Linked DNA regions of Sus scrofa: region 2 is linked to region 1. A link is a contact called in public HiChIP or PLAC-seq data. All regions are on one chromosome and are shown on one strand. Each heading gives the region's core, a stretch centred on a gene start, on an enhancer-like site or on the middle of the called end of the contact. The rest is flanking DNA. Distances are from core to core; before and after follow the strand shown.

Region 1 (3,836 bases), core at 412-2,911:
TCCATGGCCAGTGACTGGTTTAGGCGCTGGCCAGCGACTCTCAGACCCATGGGGCCGAGGGCAAGATGGTGGGAAACTGGGGGACAGGGCGTTTTCACGGGTGGGGGAGGCCAGAGGCGGCCGGCCCTCTTCATCCAGTCCCGGGCCCTTTGGGGACCACAGGCCACTGATAGGACAGAAGCAGAGTGGGAAGTGCATGTGTTTGGGGGGGCACTGGAGCCTCAGGTGTGACCGAGCATGGCCTCCACCAGCCCTGACTGGTTCACTCGGCGTGTCATGTGATACCGCACACACACTGTTTCTGGAGGAGTTTTCATTGCATTTCCTCTATTTTTGTAGCCGATGCATCTGACAGGAAGTCGTAGTTTTCATTAGCTGAAGAAAAGGATCTGCCTCCCCTCCCCTGCCAGGGTTCAGGATCTCTCTAGAAGGCGCTCAGAGGATGTAGACTGACTCACTGACTGACAGACTGACACGGCTCCGTGTAACCCAGGTACCGTGGACATTCGCGGCGGCCTGTTTGGAGGAGGCTGCTGACTGGAGTGTGTGGATCCCACGGTCCAGCCCAGCGCTCTGCACGGCCAGACCGTGGGAGAGAGAGTTCGAGAAACTGAGTACTGAGCAAGCAGGGGTCCAGGCCACGGCGCTGAGCGTGCCTGCGAGAGGACCCAGCCAGCTGGTGGGTGGGCACCAGAGGGTCCCTCTCACCAGGAGCCTGCCGGGCAAGCAGGCTTCAGCTTACAGGCAACCCTGGCTGGTCAGTCGTGTTCAGAAGGATTCTGAAGTTGTGTCTAAATTAGGCCTGGATTATCCCTTTGTCTCCCAAGGACACAAATGAGGCAGCCCATTCAGGCAGTTATTTGTCCTCCTTGTCTGGGGCCTGGTTCTTGGCTTTCTGGGAGCAGGAAAGTCAGGGCGTCCTCCCAGAGCAGAGACGGTCAAGAGAGGGTCCATGTAGCTCTTGAAAAAGATCTCATCCCTTTGACACATTTTGTTCAAAAACAGTCTGACTCTGAGGCCCAGGGTCGTGCAGGTGGAGGCGCTGTTTCCGGCTGTCTCAGGTTTATGAAGCTCCATCTACCCCTGGAGCAGCCTCTTCCTCCGCCAGCGGCGGTGGCCAAACTCTGATGCGTCCCCTCTTTTCAGAGGGACCCACGGTCGTGCTGTCCTGGCTCAGACTGGGGCGGGTAGGGGGGAGCCTGGCTTTCAGTCCAGCGGCTGCTTCTCTGACTGCGGCCTGTGGTGAGGCTGCAGGGCCCTGGGGCCCCGAGGTAGACCCGAGGACACCTGCTCTAATGTCACAATGCTGCTTCTGGTCGGGCTGCAGCTTTCCTCAGTGCCCGCTGGGCAGTGCCCCCTGCTCACCTGGGCTCTGTGGGAAGTGCAGGGGGTGTGAGCTTAGCCACCTCCAAGGGGAAGGGCGCAGGGTGCAGGGCAGAGGGGCTGGGGGCTTCAGCAAGGTCGGGGGAAGGCTCTGCCTGACCACCTGTAAAAGGACGGGACAGTCACTCCCTGAGGGGAGCAGCCCAGACAAGGACTGGGACAGGGACGGGACTCGGAGCGACACAGTTAGCTCAGAATGTGCTCTACTCTGAGGGCTGGCACGGGGGAGGGAGGGGAGGGCCTGTGCTGGCTTCGGTGGGCAGCGGAGGAGGCGGGGAGCCCAGGTGGGGGCCCTGGCTGGAGGGCCTGGTCCCTGCAGAGGGTGGTACCACGGGCACTGGGGAGGGGCCCTTGCCTCCCCCTCCTTTGCCTCTTCTCCCCGCCCCTTTCCTCTCTCGCTGGGGTCTCCCCTCCACGTGCCTCCCTCCCCTGCCGCTTCCCAGGCAGGTGACAGGGCCGCTGCCTTCACCCGCCCCCTGGAGGGACGCACAGAGGAGCTGGGAAGGGGGCCGCCTGCCGGACCAGCTTGAAGAGAAGCAGATGCAGCGCCTGGCTCGGGGGAGGTGGCCGAAGGACATGACCTTCCTCCCGGCCTTTCTTTTGGGAAAGGAAGTCTTCGGACGTTTGTAGCAACTGAATCAATCTTGTCACTTTGATAAGCAGGGTCCCGGTGCGGAGAAAGCTCCACACTTCCTCCGATTGTTCCAGTTTATTGAATTTCAGCGTGTGGGACATGATAGGCCCGTTCCTGGGGAGCGCGGGAGGAAGCGGGGGCGGCCGGGGCTTCCGCGGGGCGCCCGGGGAGCAGCGCGGCCCGGGTTATTCTTGGAAGTTATTTTGATCTCCTGGCCCCGACGGCTCAGGTTTCTGGCCGGGCCTCTGGGCCACGTAACGGGAGGATGAGGCGCTTCATTATAAGAATAGCCTCGGCGGCTCTTTGAGGGCACCGGGACCACGCTGGCTCAGCGGCGGGCCTCGGGGAGCAGTGAGGGCCGCTGCCGGAGGCTCCCGGGAGCGCAGCCTCTTCCCCGCGCTGCTGGGGAGCAGAGGTGACTCAAGAGGAGCCTGACTCATGAGCTCCCCGGACAGGAAGGCCGGGCAGGCAGTGTAACGAAGAAAGTTCTGGTCCAAGCTGTTTATAAAATGGAACCTCTTGCCCTTGAAATAGAAGCTCCTGAACCGGTGAGGGCGGGCGCCCCCCACCCGGGCCCCAGGCTTTGCTATTTTAACTTCTGCGTTTAAGTCCTTTCTTCTTATTATAGATGTTGCATCACCTCCCTTTGGCTGCAGCACTGAAGTACCACGACCGGGGTGCTTAAACAACACAATTTGCTTTCTCGGGGTGCTGCGCGCAGAAGTTGGAGACACGGTGCGGGCTGCGCTGCTTCCCGCTGAGGCCGCGCTCTCCCAGTCCCCCCCTGGCTTGTGAGATGACGGCTTCAATCTCCGCCTTCATCGGAGCTGGCATGCTCCGCGTGTGTTCACATTTCCCCTTTTTATGAGGACAGCAGGGATACCGGCTCAGGGCCAGGCTACTCCAGGATGACTCATCTTAACTGATTACATGGGCAAGGACCCTATTTCCCAATAAAGTCACAGTGAATTTTGGGGGGGAACACAATTCAACCCACAATAGATGGAGTGGTACATATGCATGGTGCAAATCTAGAAAATAGAAGCAAGCACAAAAGAAGAAGAAACCCTTTTATCACTGAGTGATCCTGGCTGTGAATATCTTAGAGGCCCGAAAAAAAAAATCTTAAAATTAGACAAAATGAGTGTATTGTTTCATATCTTTATTCAATGATCTCTACCTTTCTACTTCACTAAATTTCTTCTCATCAATAGTCTATGTTCAAAATGTGTGTTATTTACCGTAATTTTGTGCAAATCAATAACAAATCCATGGCCATTCGTTTTCACAGGTGGTCATGTTCCTTAAGTCTCTTTAATTCATAACTGTCCTTTTTTTAGGGTATCAACTTATTTTGGGCCAATTACACTGTGCGACACCTCACCTCCTGGATTTGTCCCATTGCTTCTTTGTGACATTGTTTAGTTCGTCCTTCTGTCCCCTGTGTTGCCTGTAAAGTGGGGCTGTAGAGCCTCTGACGAGGTCAAGCTAAGCATTTTTGGATAGAAAGCATTGAAGGCACTTCTAAGTGCCCCCCAGCAGAAGACATGGAACATCTGGTGCACCCAGGGCAGGCCTTGCCGGGCATGGGGATGGTGCCTTGAGGGGGGGTGTCCTGCATTGGGTGCGAAGTGACACTTGGTGATTGTGAATGCTCCTGGCAGCCCTGAGGTTTATGCTAGTTGAAGGTTTCTGATAGTTGAGACATGAACGCTCTCTTTTCTGGTGACAGCTGGCACTGGGAGAGGAAGTGTGGCAGGGCCTGCAGTGCCACCCGCATCAGGGCCCTTTGGAGACCTCACCAGTCTCAAGATTCTCA
Region 2 (3,858 bases), core at 912-3,411, 140 kb after region 1:
AGAGTGACAAGCTTCCTACAGTACCAGGATTTTTCCATATTTTATTACAAACCAAATCAGCATTTCAATGCTTTGAATTAAGGATGCAAAAAGGACGTACATAATAAAATCAATAAATGGCATACAGTTTCATTACAACTATATTTTTATCATTAGCCTACTTTTTTTTTAATTTCACAAGCATATTTGATCACTTTAGATGTAGGAAATTACTTCACTTAATTATTCTTACAGTGAAAGCTTTGTAATTCTTTAATAAGGTCTACTGATTAGCTTAAAAACCCTAATGAAAAGAGTGACCCTACAACAGATCTCTTTGGGTACAAATCAAGAAAGGGAAGTTTTCAAGGTTTCTTTTTCTCTCTTTTTTTTTCTCCCTACCCCTTCCAGCTAGGTTGCCTTTTAGACCCACTGCTTCCCCCTGATGGAAGACTTGAAAGGAGGCTTTGGAAGGACACGGGGTGGGGTTCTTAAAATCAGGGGCAGAGGTGCTTCTGTAGACTTCGTGCTTCACTTCCTGCTCGTCTTCCTACCCTGGGCTTTGTCCTAAAACTTCCTACCAGTCGCCAATGACTTCCCTTTGTTTTCAGGGTAAAGTTGATTAGTCAAAAGCAAAGCAGTTTTGACCTCAATCCGCAGACGAGGCCAGCACTTTTTAGCCTCGCCTCCCATGTGCTTCTCTGCACCAGAGCACCGTTCCCTCCCCATCTCCTCCTGCTTCTCCCGAGGGACCCTCTCCCAGAGCTAGGGCCCTACTCAGGGTCCCCTCCACCACGGGAAGTTTGCCTTCTCAGCTTCTGGGTCATTTTCCTGATCTTCGATACCTTCCAACCTCATCCGTTCAACCAGTATTTACGGTTGTGCAATACGGAACACATTGTTTCGCAGCTGTATCTCCTTCTTCTTCTTTTTTTAAAAAATATTATTATCATTTTTTTGGCCTCACCCAAAGCATGCGGAAGTTCCCAGGCCAAGGACTGAACTTGAGCCCCAGCAGTGACAACATCGAACCCTGAACCTCTAGTCACCAGGGAGCTCCCTCATGGCTCTATCTTCTACACAATGAAATCCCAGTGATTCTTCAAGCTATGCTTCCTCCACAGGCTTCCTTCACAGCAAAGGTCCACCAGGACCTCTTTCTTCCCCGGACTCGCAGCCTGTCTACCACTCTGCTCCTGCCTAGCAAAGCTACGCTCCCGTTTGAGCCTGACTTAAAACCTTCCAACAAGACCGTTGTCTGCAAATTACTGCCTCTGAGGCCCTGAAGGAGTTAATCAACGTCTATAAGTTTCAGTTTCCTTGTCAACAAAATAGGGCAATACGTACACCACAAGACTGCTTGTAAAGATAAAGTGAGATAATATTGGTGGAAGTGTTCTCTTTACATAGATAATTATTATTTCATATATGACCATGTTTTAAGCATCATTTTATTAATGTTGTCAGTTAAATAATTTGAAGTTCTTGTCTCCAGTGAAGCCTGCCATATTAGGCTTAAGTAAGAGGCCACATTAAGCAGCAAGAGTTTCTTTTCGGATATATCATGGCTTAAGAGATTAGTTTCAGCAGCTTGGAAATAAGTGGGGATTATGATCATGGTGGAAGGCAATAAGACTCATCCACGGTCCTAACTGGATTGACTTTATAGACAGAACAACATTCCAAAAACCATTCTTGCCTCATGTTTTAACTGAGAACCAGGATAAAGTAAAACTATTAATTTAAGCAAGGCCTAAAATGTTGGGATTTCTTCAGTAACATTATCCTTCCGCTGATTTTGTGACTACAAATTTTCAGAAATTAGTGAAAGCAATGACGTCGCTCGTGGTTGGGAAGCAGTTGGCTCACTAAGAGAAAGGTAGCAGCTATTTCGCAACAGAGCAGGGGAATAAAAAAGGGCCTAGAAAAGCCTGTTGCTTTCAGTGGAAACCATAAGAGGAACTGAGGAGGTTAAGCCCTAAGAATGTATGTAGATAACCGATCTGAGTTGAGATTTGATCAAGAATCATTAAACCTTCCCTAAGAGCACTAAGGCTAAAAGGATGGGAAGGGAACAGGGGCTTTGTTTTAGATCAACAGCAAGGACAGCTCCAACAGCATGCTGGGCCAGCTTGGCCCTGCTTCAGCACCGGCTCCCATCAGCACGTGTTAGTTGGCTGCACCTCCCCAGCCTTGCCAGCCTCCTGTGCACTGGTGACCAGGTGGAACTCAGGTGGTCATGGTGAGCATGGTACTTTGCTTCAGTCAGTGATGAAAAACACATTCATAGTAAATGAGTGGTTCATGGTGAGAAATAAACCAGTGCAGGTTACTGACTACTAATGAAGTGCTGTGGTCTAGTTTGTAAAACAGCAAAAATATGTCTATAGCAAGGGTTGGCTGGAGATGTATGTGTATTTTCTTTTTCCATCACAAGCAAATAACCTCCAGTTCTCCCTCCCCCACACACGTGGAACATTTCCAGGGACACGTCCTTGGGTGGTGGCTGAGGAAGGGGCGGGGGACAGCTGGCATGAGACTCAGAGACTGGGAACAAGTTCACAGTGTTCATCTCTAGGGACCCGCAGAATAATTGAGAATTGCCTCTTTCATCTCCAACCCCTGCTTGCCTTTTTGCTGCCCCTGAGCCTCTGCTGTCCCCAAGTGGCCATCTGGATCACTCAGTCGGCCATTGAGATGCTGTGTGTGTAGATAAAAGTTTGCTGATGCTTCTGTTAACAAGGCTTTATTGTGTACTCTTCATCTAAGCCTAAGTTTACAAAACAGCCTGCGGTGTGGTACTGAGGTAATGGATGGGCAGGTATAAGAGTCAATCTGACCTGGCTTCAAACTCTGGTGCCAGCAGCGAGAAGCAATGTGTAGCAGGATCTTTCAGCCCATCATCTCTGGACCCATCATTCAGCCCAACACCCCTCAGTCCAGCATCTCTCAAGCCAGCGTCCTTAAGCCCAGCATCTCAGCCCTGTCATCTCACCTCAGCCTCTCCTACCCAGGTACCGACACAGGTGACTAAGTGATTTAATGCTGCTTTGACTTCTGGGGAAGGTTGCACAGCCAAGTAGTTAGCCATGCAGATTGTGAAGCAGATATATCTGGACCACACCCTCGCTCTGTTATTTACAACCTGAGTGCCACCCGTTAAATGTTGTAACTGCTTGAGCACCAAATTACTATGTATAAAAATACCAATCCAGCAAAAGACATGCAGCATCTGATGTGGGATCGTGGAGTGCTCACTCTGTGAGAGGCAGAAATTGTTGTTAATAATTTGTGGATACTCTTTGAGATTACAAATCAGATTATTATCTGATTTTCTGCACAATTTCAACCTAAGAAACAGAGCCTGTTGGCCTCTCCATATGCTTGAACAACCAAGTAAGTTGCTCACGAGTATAGAAGAAATTAAACCGCTTCCTCAGAAACTCAATGACATTCCTTAGCAGTATTTTCATGATCTATTTATTACAAGTTATGTAACAACTGATGTGAATTCATTATTTCATATAGGAGTATAAAAGCAAATAGTGTCATTGTGCCTATACAAGAAAATCTTATGAAGGGTCATGATATTTTAATGAATTGACTTGTTGATAAACCCAAGATTTATCAGGTGGAAAGAAGCATTTATCTTCACATGGTTCTCTTTTTTTCAGAAAGTACCAATCAGGTGAATGACTCACTTAAAGCTTTCACTGGGGAAGCAAATATGCCCAGGAAATGGGCAGGTATTCTTGAAGAGAAAGCCTGATTCCTTAATCAGAGACATGGATCAGATGGAAGAACAGGTGAAGAATAAGAGAAGACAGAACAAAACCCAATGTTATGCATGGCTTGGAAAGGAATACAATATTTGAGCTG

The links. HiChIP or PLAC-seq counts read pairs in DNA pulled down with a chosen protein or histone mark.
Region 2: an H3K27ac HiChIP or PLAC-seq map of alveolar macrophages shows a contact between it and region 1. The contact joins two enhancer-like sites. A contact is called at or near these places in 6 of 47 Hi-C or Micro-C datasets (alveolar macrophages, heart right ventricle, liver and 3 more) and 2 of 2 datasets of contacts at active chromatin or transcription factors (alveolar macrophages and skeletal muscle).

The regions. Positions count from the first base shown.
Region 1 is chr1:4,947,045-4,950,880 of Sscrofa11.1, forward strand. It overlaps LOC110259878 (a long non-coding RNA gene), which reads left to right. Exons shown (of 2, transcript XR_002342280.1): 1 at 1-493; 2 at 2,646-3,230. Among named protein-coding and RNA genes, the nearest start is that of QKI, 66 kb to the left of the region's middle. Within about 2 kb of position 1,662, at least 27 of the 83 cell types and tissues checked have an H3K27ac peak or open chromatin away from gene starts, as enhancers often do. A contact at or near this core is called in alveolar macrophages and retroperitoneal adipose tissue, where this site is marked.
Region 2 is chr1:5,086,995-5,090,852 of Sscrofa11.1, forward strand. All of the region lies in intron 4 of PACRG (parkin coregulated gene protein), which reads right to left. Among named protein-coding and RNA genes, the nearest start is that of QKI, 210 kb to the left of the region's middle. Within about 2 kb of position 2,162, at least 15 of the 83 cell types and tissues checked have an H3K27ac peak or open chromatin away from gene starts, as enhancers often do. A contact at or near this core is called in alveolar macrophages and retroperitoneal adipose tissue, where this site is marked.